Regions from separate parts of the Mus musculus genome. Here all the other regions are linked to region 4. The links are chromatin contacts, called in public HiCAR-type and promoter capture Hi-C maps. All regions are on one chromosome and are shown on one strand. The core of a region is the stretch at or near the end of the contact, and the rest is flanking DNA. Distances in the headings are between cores, read along the strand shown. Region 1 holds the start of D830050J10Rik (RIKEN cDNA D830050J10 gene). Region 2 holds the start of Rpl32 (ribosomal protein L32). Region 3 holds the start of Efcab12 (EF-hand calcium binding domain 12). Region 4 holds the start of Zfp637 (zinc finger protein 637).

Region 1 (5,118 bases), core at 1,365-3,864, 2.2 Mb before region 4:
CTATACAAATAATCCTGGGAGCAAAGAAGTAACAGAATGACTCAGACACTACAAAACTTAAGTGTCAATTTTAATGACTAACTAAAGACTTTTTACTCACAACTTTGAAGGTCAAAATAAAACAATCTGACATTACTATCCTAGGATTGCAGACAAGGGTTTAGACCTACCCCATAACAGAGGAATCTTAACATAAATATTTAGTTATATTAGTATATTTTGAACCCACTGGATGAACAATTAGCAAGTTCACCCATCCATGTGTACACATATAAAAACAAACAAACAAACAAAACAAAAACTCAACAACCTCCTAAAGAATCTACACTTTTAATCCCAACAGTTGGGAGGCAGAGGCAGGGGGATCTCTATGAGTTCAAGGATAACCTGGTCTACGTAGTGAGTTCTAGGTCATCCAAGGACTACACAGTGAGATCCAGGAAAAAAAAAATCAAGAAAGGAAAAAAAAAAACATTTCTGATTTTTTATGGTCTACTTACAACTTTAGAAAAATAACACAACAAAATTTTAAGTTGAAGCTTGACTTTTAAGGTTTCATAAAGCCCCTCACTGGTACATTTGTTCACTGTCTGGCAGAGACAATATTTAAATTCTGATCTGCAAGTCAACATTAAGGCATGCTGTTTAGTTAACAAGCTCCTCCCAAGATCAGGCTCATTACTAGTAAACCTAACAGGCAAACCAAAGCATTCTTTCATGTTTTTAGGTAGCAGGTGAGTAACAACCTTCTGTCTGAATTTTAACATTAAATAATCAAACATTCATTAATAGACTTCCTAAAAGAGCAATTTGAAGTTAGTCATTGTATTTCCATTAAAAATATTTAGTCCTTCTGCAAATATCAAATTAACTTCCAAAACTGTCATGTAGCTTAATCATCAGAGCATAATTGACTTGAAGCCAAAAGCAGCTGGGTTCCGAGCAGTTGTGATGCAGGTCATTGTTAATCTTTGGATACTTTTTGTCATAAATAAGTAAAAGGTTCTCAGTCTTTTTACTACTGGGCCAAATCCCTTAAAATGCATTCAAATGCCCTTCAGTCAAGCCCTCTACTTCACAGGCACACAAGGTCTTTTCAACTATGGACAAGACCTTCACCAAGCTGCCTGATCGCACTTGAGGGCACAATCACAGCCTTGCAGACCTGAAGATAAGCCTTCAGAACAGAAACATCAGCAGGTTTATTTTTCCAAGTCTCCAGTCTCGGCTAGGTCAAATGTTGCTGCTGGATTTTAAACAGCTTACTTAGCCCTTGAAGTGATAAGAGTAAAACCAAACCAAAAGAACCTCAGTGGTTTTCAGTGGTTCACAGCACCAAAGATTTGGACACTGCTCCTGATGTCTTCACTTCCAAATAGCCACTTCAGCATAAGCCTTAATCGAAGGAGCTATTTTAGAAGAAGAATGTTCACAGGGCTGCAGACGTCTTAACAAAGCTGCAACCTGGGGACTCTGTCCAAAGAAAAGAGTCTACTACATAAATAGGGTTAATTAAAAATACTTTCATGCTACACTTCTTCAGGTGCTTTCTATAATCTGCCAATTTCTGTCTGTTTGGGGAATGTGTTAACCTTAGAAATAGCTGCAAGAGTATCTCCAAATAGGAACCAGTGATCAAGCAAGCACAAAACATTTTCTATCAATTACCAAAACTGGTTAGCAAGACTTAACAAGGTAAATTTTGTTCACTACCATAGCGGGAGGGGAGCAAAGCAGTAACCAGCAAGAACTAAACATTCACAACATGAAGTTAATTAATAAATGAACTAGTTCATTACTATCCATCACACAGACCCTTCACAAGCGATCAATTTTTCCTTTTGAACCCTGACGTCTGTCTTCCTGCACCCCACATTTACTAGCTGCTCCCCCAAATCATCCCAACTCCCGCAGGCTATGCCTCTGAGCCTTGGTGCCAGCTGTTCCCTCCGCCGACAATGTCCTCCCCTCTGCCTCACCTGGCGGAACAGTCCTTCAAACTCCGCGCAGAAGCAAGCAAGGAACCTCAGGGCTTCTCGACTCTGCACCTAACTGTTCTAAATCCCAAGAACACTTGGGAAAACAAGCCTTATCACCTCCGGTTGTTTTCACGCCCCAGGAGCTGAGTCTCCAACGACCCCACAGGACGCATTGCAGGCATTCAGACGTGCCCTGAATTCATTCCCCACTTCTATACACAGACCTGGCCCATTCCCCAGGACCCAGTTACGTCTCAACCGGGAAAGAAGAGATTCGACTGTCCCTCCTAACAAAGAATGAAAACCAGAGGCACACCCTGGGCCCTGGAGAGAGAACAATGAATGAACACGGTCACCTCGTTTGTGTCCCAACTCTGCATCCATGCACCGGCTCTGCAAAAGCCTGGGAGGTTGTCGCTTCACACAAAAGGCAGCCTGGCTCCCGATCGCGAGCATCCCGGGCCACCCATTTGGAAGCCCCAGGCGAGGTCGCAAGCCTTTGAGGCGGGACCCTGACCGGTTTCTCTCGCTGCCTTCCCCGATTCCTCTTGTCTTCCCTAAAAGGGTGTCACTTAAGCGAAGCAGCCCGAGAGGAGGTGCAAGGCCGGGCTCCCCCCACTTCTGCAGCCCGAGAGAAAAAAGAACGAGCCCATCCCAGTGACAACACAGTCACTGGGCAGCTCTGGGAGGATTTTTTTTCCCCCATTGCCAAAATATGAGGAATGCTCGCTGGGCACCGGAGTGGCGCTGGCACGTTTCCGAGAAACACTGGGAAATCTGAGCAGGGGTGTGGAAACTGGCTCGCCGGCCATGACACCCGGCCCGCGCCCGGCCCGCCACCAGGATGACAGCGGCCTGGCCGACCCTGCGCCCCACGGTCGCACCGTCAGCCCTGTGGCCTACCTGAGGGAGCCGGGCAGTGCCGGGTCCCGTCGTGCAGCGGCAGCGGTGGTTGAGAGAACGCGTTGGTTGCGGTCACATTCGGCGTGTCCCCAGCCCGGGGGACGGGGCCCCGGGGAGGCCCCGCATCGCTGCACTAGCGCCCCGCGCCTCAGGGCACGCGCCCCAAAGCTCGGCCAGCTGGCCCGTCCGAGGGCCTGCGGAGAACAACAGAGAAGCCTTCCCGCCTCAAGTCCGCTCGGCTCTAACTCCCGCCATCCAAGATGGCGGCACCAGCACCCGCGAAGAAGACGCTCTCAGGCTATCCCGGGCGAGCTAGCCCTGCGCTCGACACTCGTCTCCACGACCTGCGGCGCCGCCGGGCTCACTGCCTCTGCGCGAGCTCCTGGGCTCGGCAGTCCGCTTAAAACTCGGCTCGGGGATCTATCGCTCGAGCCTGGAATGTGGCCCCGCCTCCGGGGGCGTGGCCTCGCGGTCCTGCGGCCGCCATTTCGGGGTTGACTCCGTGGTAGCAGAGTGACTGTTTCTGGTTGGAGGCCAGTGGTATTGGGCTGCAGCCGCGGTCCGGCCACCCGCGAGGCCCTCAGCGGGCCAGACGCGCCTGGTGACACACGGCACAGGGCTCCAGCTCTGGTGCTTCCTCTCCGAAGTTGACATCCGTGGAGAATGGCGGCCTAGGGGTTTTGTGGGAAAGCCCTCATGCTATGTGAAACCTCAGGTTCCTCATTTGTAGATGGAGTGTTCGCTGTAGTACACCAAGTTGACCAAAAACTAAAAGTATGGTGTTGCACACCTGTAATGCCAGCGCTTGGAAAGTGAGGGCAAGAGGGTCGGGAGTTCACGGTCATATGAGCTGCATGAGACCCTGTCTCAAAAAAGAAAAAAAAATTAAAATTGATGCGACAATATGGCCCACCGTAAACTGAAGCCTGTTGTGCGTCTTCGTACAGCCCCCGTGGAATAGACACCTGGAGGGCAATGTGTATTGTCAATTGTGCTTTTTTTTTTTTTTCCCCTCTTTGAAATAGGTTCTCAATTTTATTTATTTATTGTGGTTTTTCGAGACAGGGTTTCTTTGTCTAACAGCCCTGTCTGTCCTGGAACTCACTTTGTAAACCAGGCTGGCCTCGAGCTCAAAGAGATCGCTCTGCCTCTGCCTCTTGAGTGCTGGGATTAAAAGCATGTGCCAGATTCCCTCTTAATTTGAGGCTGGCCTCAGACTCTGGTTCTCCTACCTCTGTGTAAGTATTTTCCAAGTAGCCATTTGGGGACCCGCAAGGTGACTCAGAGAGTAAAAAGTGTGCAGAGTAAAACCTGATGGAAGAGAGAACAGGCTCCTGAAAGTTATCCTCTGACCTCCATTCGAACCCGGTGCTACGTGCGCAACCTGCAACCGCATTTACAAATACACAGACAAGTTTTTTTTTGTTTTTTTTAAGTAACCATTTATAAGTAAACATCTTTTGGCATTTAGTGCGTTCACAGTATTGTGTAACCACAACTTTGGTTCCAAAACATTTCCATTACTCTGAAATAAAATTACCCACTAAGCAGTTTAGTTTCTCACTAGCTCCCACCCAGAGCAACCACCAATACTCATTTTGCTACTACAGACCTGACTTCTAGATTATCTTGTGTGCGTGGATACTTATAAAGTATGGGGCCCTTTATGATTTAAGTCTTTTCACTTAGCCTGTTTCCGAGTTCATCTGTAACACATGTGTGCTAATACTTCACTCCTCTTTAGAGCTAAACTATTTCATCAGAAGTTTACACCAGATTTTCTGTCTAGGATAACCATGGAAATTTAGGTTCTTTCCATCTTTTGGCTTTTGTATTGGTTACTTTTCTGGTTTCTGTGACAAGATAATGGACAAATGCAGGGTTAAAAAAAAGGGGGGGGGAGGTAGGCCCAAAGGGGAATGGCTAACCACTGGGTAGTGGTTAGGGCACCAGCTGCTCTTGCAGAGGACTTAGGTTCAATTCTCAACACCCACATGGTAGTCACAACCACTCATAACTCCAGGTGCAGAGGATCAAATGCCCTTTCCTGATCTCTGTGTACCAGACACATAGTACACAGATACACATAAATAGATTAAATCATAATAATAAAAGAAAGGAAGGGCTTCTTATTTTGGCTGACAGTTGAAGGACGCAGTCCATCATGGTGGGAAAGCCATGATGGCAGGAGATGGAGGCTGATGGTTGTGTCTCCCCATGGTCAGGACAGAGACTC
Region 2 (4,542 bases), core at 1,069-3,568, 2.0 Mb before region 4:
CACAACATAATCTCCCCATAGGACTCCTCCATCTGCATGACAACCACCTCAGAAAACAAATCCTTATAACCCCGAACACATACACTCTCTGCAGTCCTAGTTTACTTGGGAAAAATAAACTATTCCCATCACACCCTCATATCCAATGTCAAGAGTATTTCCTGAGAGGCCTTGGTTTTGCATCTCAGAGGTCACCAAGGGTTGTAACTTGCTCAAAGTACCCAGAATACCCCACAACCTTCTCTCTACAGCTGTGCCTGGAGACTTTTTCTCTACCTCAGCCCCAAAAGACCTGAGCTGCTCTGCAAATCCACCCGTCAGAGCAGAGCCAAGCACAGCTTAGGTCCCAGGTTAGACACAGGCCCCTGCAGTCTCATGACACTATAGCAGTGTTCCACACAGGACCATAAAGGACACTGAACACCCACTGTAAAAAGACCTTCTTCTCCAGTCTCAGGCTTCAACCAAGGGAACACGTCCTCTTTCCTCATAAGCATGCCCACTGCAGTGGCCTCAGTCTCACAGGAGGCAGGCACACTCCCAGCCAGGGGCCCAACTCACTTGTTGCACATCAGCAGCACCTCCAGCTCCTTGACATTGTGGACCAGGAACTTGCGGAAGCCGCTGGGCAGCATGTGCTTGGTTTTCTTGTTGCTCCCATAACCGATGTTGGGCATCAGGATCTGGCCCTTGAACCTTCTCCGCACCCTGTTGTCAATGCCTCTGGGTTTCCGCCAGTTTCGCTGAAGACACACAGGCAAGTTAGTCTCTGTGCAAACTGGCAGCTCTTGTATGTGTGTGCAGGAAGGGGACAGAATTCAAGGGGGTCATGTCATAAAACACACACCAAAGGCCGAGGTGTAGCTCAGTTAGCAGTGTCTGCCTGGCATGCACAGGGCCCTGGGCTCCATCCCTAGCACTTGCACTGGAATTTCAACATCATCTTCCATTGCAATTAAGTAGGGAGGAGGGATCAGTTAACTGCTGAACTGCTGGGTGTGCATGCCCATCCAGCCAACAGGTGATCTGCAGGCCCAGAGAGAGGTCTTAGCAGTTGAGAGCACTGGCTGCTCTTCCAGAGGTTCAATTCCATGCATGCATGTGCCTGGTGTGCAGACAAAACCCCAAAGATCTTTAAAATACAGGGTCAGGGTGCAGAGATGACTTAAAAGTGCCTGCTGTCAGACAAACTAAATCTGACCTGGACCCACAAGACAGGAAGGAGAGAATCAACTCCTTAAAGTGATTCTCCCTGCCCTTCAAACGCATAAATATAAAACAAAGTGTCATCTTTAAAATGAACTTTTTAAAATGCAGAGACAAGCGATAACGAGAAATGTGTGCTCAGGTCTTAACCCCCACCCCAGAACCACATACCTTAATTTTCACATATCGGTCTGACTGGTGCCTGATGAACTTCTTGGTCCTCTTTTTGACGATCTTGGGCTTCACCAGAGGCCGGAGGGCAGCCATGATGCCTTTTGACAAAAGTCAGACCCAAGTTAGTAAAGAAACTGGGAGGTGGGGCTGCGTCTCAGGCCTTCAGTGAGTAATGTTGCAGAGTGTCTTCCAATCACCAGCTACCGAGCAAACTGGGAATGGAATGGGTACCTCTGCTAGGCTTGCTCTCCCTCTTGCTTCCGAAGCTGGAAGAATACTAGCTACTCTCCAGACGCGATCCCAAGAGGTCAGTGGTTCATCTCACCCACTCCGAACCTCAAAGAACCGCAACCGATCTTACAGAACCCCAGCCAGGTCTCTCTGGTGGCGAAGGAGCGGCAAATCCCGCTCCACTAAGCTTCGTTATGTTTGAAGTGTTGCGCCCTTAAATACGCAAAGCCACCATGCACTCCTAACACGCCACCAGTCCGTCTGTCCCTCCCGGTCGTCTCAGAGCACCAACCAAAGGGTGCCTTCTCTGCTCCCCGCGCAGACAACCTGCTCCGCCGGGCTTGCGCTTCAGAAAGCATTTCTGCTCACTGGCGAGCGGCGGCAGCTCCCTGACTTAAGATTTCGGATTCGCCGCAGAAAAAGGCTGCTAACAAGCTAAGCAGAAAGCGGCGGGTGCCGTCCGAAACTCTCGGGCCGCATGGCAGCAAGCCCGCCCTGGCCGATGCCGGCCCCCGGGCAGACTCCGGAGCAGCGCCAGTGGCCAGGCCCGCGCGCGCTCGCCACTACCACGCTGGTGCGGAGGCCGCCGCCGAGGCCTCCCCACCCGGAGACGGGGTCCCGTCGAAGCCGCGGGCGGCGGATGGCCGCCGATACAGACTCACCGTAAAACAGATGGCAGCCACCTCGTAGGCAGCGCCGAGGAAGAAGGAAGAGGCGGCGGCGGCGCGCAAGGTATGATGGGACGGAGTCTTAGGTCCTGGCAGAGAAAAGGGAAGCACTTCCGGCTCTGGGTCCTCTAAAGAAAACTAAGATGTGCCTGAGAAATGATACTGAAAAAAACCCTAGTGGACTAGTGTTCTGTAGTAGACATTAACATCTTAGAGTGAACTAAAATTTATTTTTCTCTTGGGACTACTTAAGAAATTTGGGTTTTTTGTTTTTTTTTGAGCTAAGACCTGCTAGGTGGGCATTTATTTCCGCCCTAAGTGGAAGCCCAATAGCTTTTTAAATTGTTGGTTCCCGAGGGTGCCTCCTTGAGGCTGGGAGGTAGCAAAACAGAGACTCTTCGAAGATCCTTAGGCGGTTGGTTGAGCAAATGTCCTAAAACTTCCTAATATACAGATGTGCAAACCCCTGCTTATGAAGTGCTACTGAGCCTCCTCGCGACTTCTGTATGTTTAAATCTTCTCTACTTATGGTATGTACCTAATGTATTAATAAGTGATGGGTTAGCCGGGCGGTGGTGGCTCATGCCTTTAATCCCCGCACTTGGGAGGCAGAGGCAGGCGGGTTTCTGAGTTCGAGGCCAGCCTGAGCTACAGAGAGGGTTCCAGGACAGCCAGAGCTACACAGAGAAACCCTGTTTCGGAAAAAAAAAAGTGATAGGTTGATAATATTGCTAAGAAAATAGTCTATTGGCTGGGTGTGGTGGTGCACATTTTTTAATAACAGCACTTGGGAAGCAGAGGTAGGTCGAGTTTAGTCTATTTTGCTTATCTTTTGTTTTACAGATCATTGTGAAAACTCTATAATCTTAGGAGGAAATAAAACCAAACCTGAGCTGGGGAGGTGGCTTGGTGGAGCACTGTTGCTCTTTCAGAGGACTGGCATTTAGTTCCCAGGAACCAAGCGTTGCTTCACAACCTTGTTAACACCAGCCCTAGGGGATCAGATGCCCTTTTCTGTAGGCGCTACATGCATGTGGTACATACTCATACATGCAGGCAAAACACTCAATCACATAGAATAAATCTCATTTTTTAAAGATTTATGTATATGAGCACACTGTAGCTGTCTTCAGACACACCAGAAGAGGGCATCAGATCCCATTACAGATGGTTGTGAGTCACCATGTGGTTAGGAATTGAACCCAGGACCTCTGGAAGAGCAATCAGTGTTCTTAACTGCTGAGCCATCTCTCCAGGCCCCACCCCAGTCCCACCCTTTGTTTTGTTTTGTTTTGTTTTAAGACAGGGTTTCTCTGTGTAAGCCTGACTGTGGTCGAATTCACTCTGTAGACCAGGCTGGCTGGAGATCTTCCTGTCTCTGCCTCCCAAGTGCTGAGATGTAAGGTGTCACCACTGCCCAGCAGACTAAATTAAAAAATTTTCAAACTTTGTACAAACTCAGACAGAAGAGATGCCACTGGTGATCTTGACAGTGGCTCCAGGAGGTGGGGACAAATGCTGAATTGGGTATGCTGCCCCAACCCTTGTGCTTGCTGTAAAGGGGAGTAGAGACCCAGGTAAGTAGAGTGTCTTGTCTGGAGTGGCTGGGTCACAAACAGCAGGGCAGGACTGTTGCTCTCCTGTGTCTGTGTCTTGCCCTCCCTTCCCAAATGCTGCTTGGCCTACAGGCTATGTAAAGGCCAATGGAACATGGAAGTGTGTGGCTAATGGCACCTTACAGAGTACATTACATAAAGAGAAAGGTGAGTGAGTGAATTATACAGAAGGCCCATGAACTAGAGAGTATGGCTCTGATTTCTGAAGATTCACAGGGGTTGGGGGCCTCAGTCCTCCCCAGCTGAGGACATGCTACTTCATTTAACAGAGGACTCTCTTGCTGTCTGTTGTGTCCCTGTAGGCATTAATATCCCAGGATGAGAGGTGGGAGGTGTCCTGGGGAATCTGTCTCTTACATACTCACACTTCAAGTTTTCCAGCCCGTAAGCAGGAAATCACACGAGCAAGGCTAGTTTAGTGAAGGTTAGTTCAGCTCTAACCTAGTTTATTTCAAAACGGCAGAGGTCATGACAGATAGGAAAGCAGCATGTGTGTGTGGACACATCCACACCCCACTGTGGCATCAGGGGACACATCCCCGGACCTTCCCTGGGAATGTTTTGTTTTTTTTTTTCCGTATAGCTCGTTGATATCTCATGACTGCAGCTGGGGGCTTCTGGCTGCACTGTCTTCTGGTCCAGCATCC
Region 3 (4,708 bases), core at 1,925-4,424, 2.0 Mb before region 4:
GTATACTGGAGATGCCAGTGCCATGAGATGACCACCAAGAACAGCACCAATGGAGTGGAGTCAACCAGAGTCTAGAGTTCTACAGAGGGCAGAGCTGGAGATGTGGTGTGCCCTTTGGAGGAGCCTGGAAGATCATGTGGATCCCAGACATTGGAATAGGAGCTGTGAAGCTGAAGTTGACTTGGAAACCCCAAAATGTTAAAGATGCCAGAGCTCTGGGATACCTGTTAGGAAAGCTGCCCAGGAGAAAGAAATTTGTTGCAGTCAACAAAGATGAAAAAGGAGTTGGAGATCTGAAAACTGCTTTGACATCAGACATAGAGATGCAGAGTTTGGAGTTTGCCTAATTGGTTTCCAGTCTCACTTTGAGGATTACAGTTAAGGACTGGATGAATCTTAGAAGTGACTTTGAACTTTGGACTTTTAACATTGTTGAGACTCCTATAGACTATGGAGACTTTGGAAGTTGAACTAAATGCATTTTTCACTATGCTATGTTTAGGTGTGGCCTCCATAGACTCATATATTTGAACAAGCCTATGGCAGCCAGGGAGTGGAATGGTGGTTTGAGTAGATTTTTTCCAGGGAGTGACATTACTTAAGAGATGTGGCCTTGGGCTGGAGAGATGGCTCAGTGGTTAAGAGCACTGACTGCTCTTCCGAAGGTCCTGAGTTCAAATCCTAGCAACCACATGGTGGCTCACAACCATCCATAACGAGATCCAGAAGAGGAGAGGGGTCACCCTCTTCTGGAGTGTCTGAAGACAGCTACGGTGTACTTACATAATAAATAAATCTTTAAAAAAAAAAAAAAAGAGATGTGGCCTTGTTGGAGGAAGTGTGTCACTTGTGTGTGTGGGCTTTAAGACCTTCCTCCTAATCATGTGGGAGCCAGTCTTCTCCTTGTGGCCTTCAGATGAAGATGTAGAACTCTCAGCTCCTCCTGCCTTGATGATAATGGACTGAACCTCTGAACCTGTAAGCCAGCCCCAATTAAATGTTGCCCTTATAAGAGATGCCTTGGCCATAGTGTTTGTTCTCAGCAGTAAAACCCTAAGACAGCTGGCTTTTTGGTGCTCAAGGAGTTAACCCATTACTGCTGTGGCCTAAAGCTCTTGGCCCCTGTTCTCTCCCAGGATGTCACACCCACCTTGTCCTCTTTTCTACATTGCTTCTTCTGCTCAGTCACATTTCCTTTCTCCTTCCCTGACCCCTGGGTTCCATTCACCTAGTTGCTGTGTGCTCTAAAGGGCATGGTATTCCTTGAGGTTTCTCTTCCAGCCTTACCCATCCTGAGTTTCATAGTAAGGGTGTGATAATTTGAATAAGAATGGCTCCCTTAAGCTCATTTGTTTGAATACTTTTAGTCACCAGGAAATAGAACTGTTTGAAAAGATGAGAAGGTGGAGAAGAGGAGGAGGGGGAGGGAGAGGAAGAGGAAGAGGAAGAGGAAGAGGAGGGGAGAGCTAGTTGTAGGAAATGTGTCACAAGGGGTGGGCGTTGAGTCTTGTTTTTCTTGAGATAGGGTTTCTTTGTATGGCCCTAGCTGTCCTAGAACTACCTCTGTAGACTAGGCTGGCCTTGAACTCAGAGATCTTCTTGCTTCTGTCTTTTGAGTGCTGGGATTAAAGGCTAACAACCAGTGCCTAGTGGCTTTGAGGTTTTAAAAGCCCCCATCAGGTGTTCTCTCTCTCAGCTTGTGTATCAGGGTATGGATCTCAGCTACTTTTCCATACCTGTCTGCTACCATACTCCCTGCCATGATGATAATGAACTAAGCCTCTGGAACTATAAGCAAGACCCCCAATTAAATGTTTTCTTTCATAAGAGTTGCCTTGAAGCCTTGTCTCTCTTCTCGGCAAAGAACAGTGATTAGCCTATCAGGTGTTATCCCAGCCACCCTCTTGCAGACAGGTGGCCTGCTTACCACCCACTCACTTTTCACACCACTTCTTTCTAGTGCTCTTCAGGACTATGACCAAGCAGTGACAGGCTGAGGCTACCATCCTGTCATTAGAAGAGATGGTGGAGTTGGAAGAGAAAGCGCTGAATTTCCACTCCTGCATGCACAGGTACACTTTCTGATGTCACTGGCTGACTTTGCTTCTGTTTGTACATTCCCAGAACGTCACTGTGGGCCTCGAATGCTGGATAAGACCCCATTTACTGACCCTTGTGTGTCTCCCAGGAGCACCTGCCTTAGAGCCCTCACTTCGCCTCAGAAAACACACTTGTTCTCCTTCCCTGACTCACACCTCAGCTGCTGCCTTCCTTTCTGGCCGTCATCCTGGGCTCATCCTGTTGTCCTGGTCACTCCTCTAAGTGTCAACACTCTACACCAGGCAGCTTCTCCCACTCACCTCCGTGCTGAGCACCCCCATCCCAGCACAACCATGCCATCTTAGTTGTTCTGAAAACATCTCACTTCTATAGTTTACAGGGTCTTAGGTGTCCACGACTAAGATTAAACGTGTCCCCTGGTTCCAGTCTCATCTAACCAGGTCCTGCAGACACTTTCCATCTCCATGAAGAGCACTGTCACTTACCAGCGTCTGTGATCGTCAAGCCGAAAGTCACACGACTTTTTCTCTCCTCGGCTTTCTGGGCCTCCCATAACCTGGATGATTTCTTTTGCTTCCCACTATGTTTGGCCAGGGTTTCTGCCACATTCTGACTGTGTGCTTTGGAAAGGTGGCTAGAGAGACCAGCATCCCACTGCGAAGCATTAGATGGGTGGGGAGGAGGTTTTCGGAGAGCATGGGTCTTCTGGCATCCAACTCTTCTTGTTTGTTTGTACCCTCCACCTCTCAAATTGCAAACCTTTGCCAAGCACTTGTTTGGGGGCAGACAGCTGACTGTCTCCTCTCCAGGTCTCTTTTTCAATATAGAACGCATTGTTGCCCAACTGAGAAAAATGCAGGTTCCCAGGCGCAAGAGCCTGGCTTTGATTCCAAGTCACGTGACTCAGCCGGGTTCTCTAGCTAGGTCCGGTCCGGGCATAGGAATCCAGGCCGTTTGTGACCTTCTGGAACTCCCTATCCCACAATGGAGACGGCACAATGAGGCTTCTAGCCTATCCTGGAGCTCTCCAACAGCTCTGCCGCCCGGAGCCGGAGGATTCCTGTAGATGGCGTTATGAAGTACGCCCCCAGTTTAGCCGTTTGGTGGAAATAAGCTTCAGGTTTTGCAAAAGGCTGCTCAACCTGCTGAGAGTAAGCCTCTGTTGTCATGACTATAGATGCCCTACACCGATTGGCTGAGCGCTTCCACTTGCAAGAAGGAGGCGGGAGAACCTTTCTTCCCTTCCACCTCCCAAACCCGGAAGTCAGGAGCTTCGGCGATTTGCTTAGCTCTGGCTGGTGCCTCCTTTGGGAAATCATACATATGTCCCAGTCTTCCCATGGCCCCCTATTCTGAAGAAAAAAAAAAATGTCCTATTTTCTTGTAAGCTGCAGGTCCTTCACAGATCTTATCTTCAGGCTTCACTTTTCTCATTTAAAAAAAGTATCATAACTCTACCCTGGGTTCTGAGAATCCTAGTCAGTCAAGGTCAAATAAAAGACAGGTATTTGGTGCTATGACTGGGTGTTATGGTCTGGAATCAACAGTTTTGGTGGCAACCACTTGTATCCCAGCGCGGGAAGATAGACGTTAAGTTTGAGGCCAGCTTGTGTTACATAAGTCCCAGGCCAGCCAGAGCCACTCAATGAGAGCCTATCTTTAATCAAAGCCAGAAACAGGTTAGAACCAGTCCTAATAATAAACCTTTGAAATCTCCACTAATAGGTGAACTATGGGGTGTGCATGGAAAGATACATGACCCACACTACATGGAGGAGTCTAGTAAACGGAAGAATCCAGACTCAGGCTCAGGCCTTACACCTGTTTCTTCGAGACAGGGTTTCTCTGTATAGCCCTGGCTGTCCTGGAACTCACTTTGTAGACCAGGCTGGACTCGAACTCAGAAATCCATCTGCCTCTGCCTCCCAAGTGCTGGGATTAAAGGCATGTGCCACCACGCCAGGCTCAGAAATGTCTTTGAGTTAGCTAGTGTTAGTGGCTGTAAATGTGTTAAACACAAAACAAAACCATTTAATTAAACACTTACAAAAATGTGGTCTGGCCAGGTATGGTAGTACACAGGAGGAGCTCTGTGAATTGGTGGCCAGTCTGGTCTACATAGAAAAATCCTGTCTCCAAAAAAAAAAAAAAAAAAGAAAAAAAGAAAAAGTTTTGTACTGCTGGGCACTGAGCTCTAAGCCTTGGGCATGCCAGGAAAACTCAACTGCTGAACTACCCACCTGATTCTAACATTTTAAACTGTAGGTCACAAAATAAAGATCAACATTTGAACAAGTTCTCTGTGCTGGGGACCATCTTCACTAGATTTAGCATCCTCCTGACTCCCCACAACCCGAGGCACTCGCTTCTACTGGCCCTTCTGAGCCACAGCCTCTGAACACTTACAAAACCATGACAAGGCACCATGGTTTCACTGAGATGCGAGGGAAGGCACGGAGGTCAGGCAACCTTATCTCCTGAAAAGAAAGAGTCGCCCTGGAACCCCAGCAATTGGCCAGACAGAGCTCCCCTTCAAGGCGACCAGGGAGAGGGGGGTTAAGTGGCCCTGCCCTGCAGCCTTATCTCATCTCATAGCTGACATTTGGGAAATTTGCTTTGCCACCTAACCTTGGCCATGGCCCAGGCA
Region 4 (4,921 bases), core at 2,141-4,640:
CCAATACACTGCAATAAAACTAAAATCCAGTCCTCTATTTAAAATAACGTGCTTCCCTTAAGCTTTGATCTACATTGAGCAACATTGCAAAGTGGGACTTAATGGACAGAAAGTTTATCAAGTTTATCAAGATGTGTACTTGTAGTTTTGCTGTTTATCGGGGTTTTAATTACTTGTAATAAGCCTTAACAACATTGGGACTTATTTTTATTATTTTCTTACTCTTAGTCTTCTGACTATGTAAGCACCAAGCATAGATGCAGTGCACAGATAGGCAGGCAGAACACACATACACATACGTCTTTTGTTTTTTGTTTTTTTGTATTTTGGGGTTTTTTTTTTTAATAAAAACGAAGGAGCCAGGGGACTCCTGAAAAGTCCCTAAGACTAAGAGAAAACCTCCTAAAGAACATCAGTTTATCTTGACAGAAAAAAAAAAAAAGAAAAGAAAATAGGGGCTGGAGAGCTGGCTCCGTGTTTAAGAGCATTGGCTACTCTTCCAGAGGTCCTGAGTTCAAATCCCAGGAACCACATGGTGGCTCATGAGCATCTATACTGAGATCACATACATATATATACATACATCTTTTATAAAAAGAAAAACTTACTGTGAGACTACCACCTATATGGTTGTAAACACACCCAGCATGAACACATAACTGAAAATAAAAGAACTGAGAGAAATATTTTAAGACCAAAAACCCCTCCCCCAACTTATCAAGGACCCCCTCTCAGCTGTGTCCTCTCCCTAGAAACATGTCACAGTCTCCTTGCACTGTATCTCTACAGATTCATTTTTGTGACTGGGAAAATCCCCTTCAACACCCATGTCACCAATCCTCTCTAGGGCATGTCACACCAAGAGTGATTGTCTCAATTTACACATGGATAAAAAGGTAAGTCTCCTTTTACAGACACTATTTAGTAATTGGGAGAATTTTTTTCTGTGTTTCAGTCAGCTCTTTCTTTAATACATAGTTGTCTTATTTGTTTACTTTTGGTGTGTGCTGCTGCTGTTAGCCATATTTCTTTTTTTTTTAAAGATTTATTATTATATGTAAATACACTGTATCTGTCTTCAGACACCCCACAAGAGGGCGTCAGATCTCATTATAGATGGTTGGTTGTGAGCCACCATGTGGTTTCTGGGATTTGAACTCAGGACCTTCGGAAGAGCAGTCAGTGCTCTTAACCACTGAGCCATCTCTCCAGACCCTGTTGGCCATATTTCTATCAGAATATTGTTTCTTTGCCTTGTTGACTTACATGATGTCTGTCACTAGGGTTTCCCCCTTAACTCTGTCATGTGTTGTCTTCCTTTAGTGGTATTGGCCACAGTGTTAAATTTTAACCTTTTTCTTTTTTGGTTTTTTTTGGTTTTTTTTTGGGGGGGAGAGGGTGGTTTGTTTGTTTGGTTGGTTGGTTGGTTGGTTTTTGGTTTTTCGAGACAGGGTTTCTCTGTATAGCCCTGGCTGTCCTGGAACTCACTTTGTAGACCAGGCCGGCCTCGAACTCAGAAATCTGCCTGCCTCTGCCTCCCAAGTGCTGGGAATAAAGGCGTGCGCCACCACACCCGGCTAACCTTTTTCTTATTTTTGTCCATTTTATCGTGGTTGCAAACGTCCTTTCCTACACTGAGATCATGATCACATTAATTCAGTTTTTCTTCTGGGTCTTTTGTGGATCTGTGCTTTATCACACATTTGATCCACGTAGAGGGTCTCCGCATAGGAGGTCATTTGAGCAGTTTCTTTATCCAAGTAGTGAGACTGTCATAACTAATGTCACTGTCTGAATTATCATTCCTTCCCCTAGTGATGTAAGGTACCAGGGATGGAGATGTCTGTAACAAGCATTTAAATACGCACTGGCAGAACTCACCCCTAGCCCTCACTCGGCACCCTCCCCCCTTCCTGATGCAAGTGTTAAGATGCAGGTGGTGGCTGAGGACTATGCCCCATTTAAGATCTTGGCAAGAACCATGTGTCTAGGGACTCTGATCTTTCAACCCCAATCGTAACCACTCTATCAAATGGATCTGGGCCAGTAAGATGGTGTGTAGGTAATAGTGCCTGCTGCCAAGTCTGATGACCTGAGTTCGATTCCCTGTAGGAAAGGGTGAGCCCACTCATACTAATGATTCTCTGACCTCCACAGGCACAGCAAGACACCCCTCACATCCACACACTAAACAAAATGGGATCTTTTTTTCCCAAAAAATACGTGTACCCAAGTCCTCAAGGCTGTTAAGAGAATCTTTGCAGATTTATGAAGGAAACATGAGTTCTTGTCTCCCCTGATGGCCCCCTTTTCCTACCGATGCTTTGTCAACTAAAACTTGTCCTAATCCCACATCTGGTCTCACAGAACAGAGATGTCCTGTGAAGTCAAATATTTCATCCAGTCTGACACATGTAATTCTGGGAAAGGAACAAGGGCACTGCAAGAGGAACATTTCTTATGGTCTCTTTCATTCAATAGGATAGCTAAATCTACCAAGGGAAGACTCTGGGGGAGGCTCACTACGAAAGAAGTCAAGTCAGGGCTCCAGGGTGAGACTAATGTCCTTTAGAAAAGCTATTAGAGGCAGGCAGTGGTGGTGCACGCCTTTAATCCCAGCACTTGGGAGGCAGAGGCAGGCGGATTTCTGAGTTCGAGGCCAGCCTGGTCTACAGAGTGAGTTCCAGGATGGCCAGGGCTATATAGAGAAACCCTGTCTCGAAAAACCAAAAAAAAAAAAAAAAAAAAAAAAAGGCTATTAGAAATGCATATAAATAAATGCAGTCGATGGACGTTTAAGGCATCTTAAAAGAGATTTTATTGAATGGATGCTCAATTTCATCCACGCCCCTCTCAGGACCAAAAGGGCTACTCTCCCATCTCTAATAACTAATTTTAGAGTGTTCAAATCTCAACCCTTGTGTCATTAACTTCTTCAGTTAGGAAGACAATGTTAGTGTCCACTCAGGGAATACTGTTCCCTCGAGTTCCCTTGGCTCAGAAAGTCTCCCGGGCCCCGCGTAGGTGCCCTATGGGGTCCTGGAGCCGTCGGACCTGGGCTCCCCACAAGTGAGCGCCCTGGGTCGTACAACTAGTCGGGGTAGTACCTAAACTCCGAAGTCCTGCAGTGCCTCGTCCATCTTTTGGGTGAAAAAAAACTTATTACACGGACCAGAGAGTATTCCTGATTCTTTGTCCGAAATACTTGGTCCCGGCTCCTATAGGGAACCCTGAGTCTTCTGCAGTTTTAACGTCATAAGCATTCCCAAGCTTCAACCACCGCTCCTCCACAGGACGGCGCTCCCCAACAACCAGAAGCAGCCACCGCGTTTCTGCCGCAGCTCGGTCGCGGCGCTTCCCACAGTGCCTCGGGGCGCGCGCGGGCTCCTGGGAGTTGTGGTCCGGCGACGCGCAGCGTTGCAGCGGCTGCTACGGGCTCGGCGCCGGCTTTGTCTGTCTGCGGGCGCGCGCCGCTGCGGTGAGTGTTGCTGAGGCCGGGGCTGTGCGCCCGAGAGAGGGGGCTGTGTCTTGAGCCTGCTGCTCCGGCCAGGGCGCGTGAGCAGGCCAGGCTGGCCGTCCGGGCCAAAATCGCCAACCGCAGACAAGGGTGCGCTGGTCGGAGAGCGGGTGGGCCGCGGTGTGCTGCGGAAGGGTCCTGCTGCAATGTCGGGGTCCCTGGGAGGCTGGGGCCCCGCGAGCGTGGGAGGGGCCACAGGAAGGTCCAGCTAGGCCAGGAGAGCAGAGTTCACGCCTAGGGAGAGAGCCTAGCAGGGAGTGGCGTCCAGCGTGGGGGGAATTCATCCTCACCCAAAGCTCCTAATCGCACGTTAAATTGCCTCATTAGATTTTTCCCAAACCCTACAGATCACCCTGTCTGTCCTCCAGCCCTCTCTCCTGAAAAAGCACCATTTTAGGTCTTGGATTTGTAGGGCGTGTCTCAAATGTAAGAGATCCCTCACTTTCTGGTCCTCAGTTCTTCCGAGAGCTAGCTAATTGAGATAGTGTTAACTTGTTTACTAAGAGAAGAAACTGGAGTCGGGGCTGTTAGGTTGTTCTGCTACAGGGCATACACCGAGGGAAACAAGGCAAAAAATTCAAGTCTCTCGGGGCCTAATTCTGAGCTGTGGTAACATTTCTGATAGGAAAAGCAGCGTTTTGTGTTACGAAATCACTCTCTTTCAATATCTTCAAGAATTTGATTGCTCTGACTTGAACAGGTTCTTCCTTGACAATTTCCTGTTGTCAGTTGTCCTGCTATTAATCAGGGAGTCTGGAGACACAGCTGAGGCATGTTGGCTACTTCTTAGCAGGTAGAGGAGTTCAGGTATCTACCGTGTTCACTCATTTTGACTTAACCATGTTCTCTAGACACTCCAGAGACAAAAAAGTCCAGCCCCAGGGAGTAGCTACCATGTGCTTTTCTTTGTGAATCACAGGGGAGTTTTGTTGGCTTTATTTTTAATCAATAATATCTCTAAGTGAATGCATTTGCAGCATGACAGGGGACCCCTTTATAGCTTGTGTTCCAAGTTGGAAGTGAATCCTTCAAAGATTTCTTGACATCAGGCTATATAACTGAATGGATAGAAGGGTTAGCTATTTGGTTAATAAAATAGAAAATCGTACCATCAGATTGCTAATTCATTAAGCTAGGAATCCAGCATTTTGACCAGACATACTGAAACAAAGATTATACTGTACCACTATGTAAACAAAGTGTACAGATTCAGGAATTTGATCCTTAAATAAGCATTCCATGGGGGGTGGGGGGAGGGAGTGGTGGTTTGGGTTAAGAGCCTACTAAGAATTACCAGAAGGTAACAAGACCTTCTTTGTTAGGTCCTTGTAACTTGAGGGGAGCTGAAAAGGAAAGCTGGAGCTATTTCTTCCTAACACCAGTCAGGAAGGCTGGTGTGCTGAC

Evidence for each region. Promoter capture Hi-C pulls out the DNA fragments that hold promoters and counts their contacts. HiCAR-type assays count read pairs that join an accessible place to other places.
Region 1: a promoter capture Hi-C map of liver shows a contact between it and region 4, with 2.4 times the contacts expected there. The contact joins the promoter of D830050J10Rik here to the promoter of Zfp637 in region 4. A contact is called at or near these places in 4 of 39 promoter capture datasets (hippocampal neurons, liver, pre-B cells and 1 more) and 1 of 115 datasets of contacts at active chromatin or transcription factors (large pre-B cells).
Region 2: a HiCAR-type map of astrocytes shows a contact between it and region 4, with 3 times the contacts expected there. The contact joins the promoter of Rpl32 here to the promoter of Zfp637 in region 4. A contact is called at or near these places in 5 of 39 promoter capture datasets (3T3-L1-derived adipocytes, hippocampal neurons, liver and 1 more) and 1 of 115 datasets of contacts at active chromatin or transcription factors (astrocytes).
Region 3: a contact with region 4 is called in a promoter capture Hi-C map of liver, with 4 times the contacts expected there. The contact joins the promoter of Efcab12 here to the promoter of Zfp637 in region 4. A contact is called at or near these places in 5 of 39 promoter capture datasets (cranial neural crest, embryonic stem cells, hippocampal neurons and 1 more) and 1 of 115 datasets of contacts at active chromatin or transcription factors (embryonic stem cells).

Annotation. Positions count from the first base shown.
Region 1 is chr6:115,673,354-115,678,471 of GRCm38.p6, forward strand. It overlaps D830050J10Rik (RIKEN cDNA D830050J10 gene), which reads left to right and starts at 2,615. Exons shown (of 1, transcript NR_152134.1): 1 at 2,615-5,014. It overlaps Raf1 (v-raf-leukemia viral oncogene 1), which reads right to left and starts at 3,282. Exons shown (of 17, transcript NM_029780.4): 1 at 2,883-3,282.
Region 2 is chr6:115,806,425-115,810,966 of GRCm38.p6, forward strand. Rpl32 (ribosomal protein L32) reads right to left here and starts at 2,319. Exons shown (of 4, transcript NM_172086.2): 1 at 2,274-2,319; 2 at 1,378-1,478; 3 at 562-743. The coding sequence starts at 1,473. Snora7a (small nucleolar RNA, H/ACA box 7A) reads right to left here and starts at 1,679; the gene lies at 1,551-1,679. It overlaps Efcab12 (EF-hand calcium binding domain 12), which reads right to left. Exons shown (of 9, transcript NM_001110506.1): 9 at 4,305-4,542.
Region 3 is chr6:115,835,238-115,839,945 of GRCm38.p6, forward strand. It overlaps Efcab12 (EF-hand calcium binding domain 12), which reads right to left and starts at 3,175. Exons shown (of 9, transcript NM_001110506.1): 1 at 2,547-3,175. The coding sequence starts at 2,895.
Region 4 is chr6:117,837,791-117,842,711 of GRCm38.p6, forward strand. It overlaps Zfp637 (zinc finger protein 637), which reads left to right and starts at 3,391. Exons shown (of 3, transcript NM_177684.3): 1 at 3,391-3,478.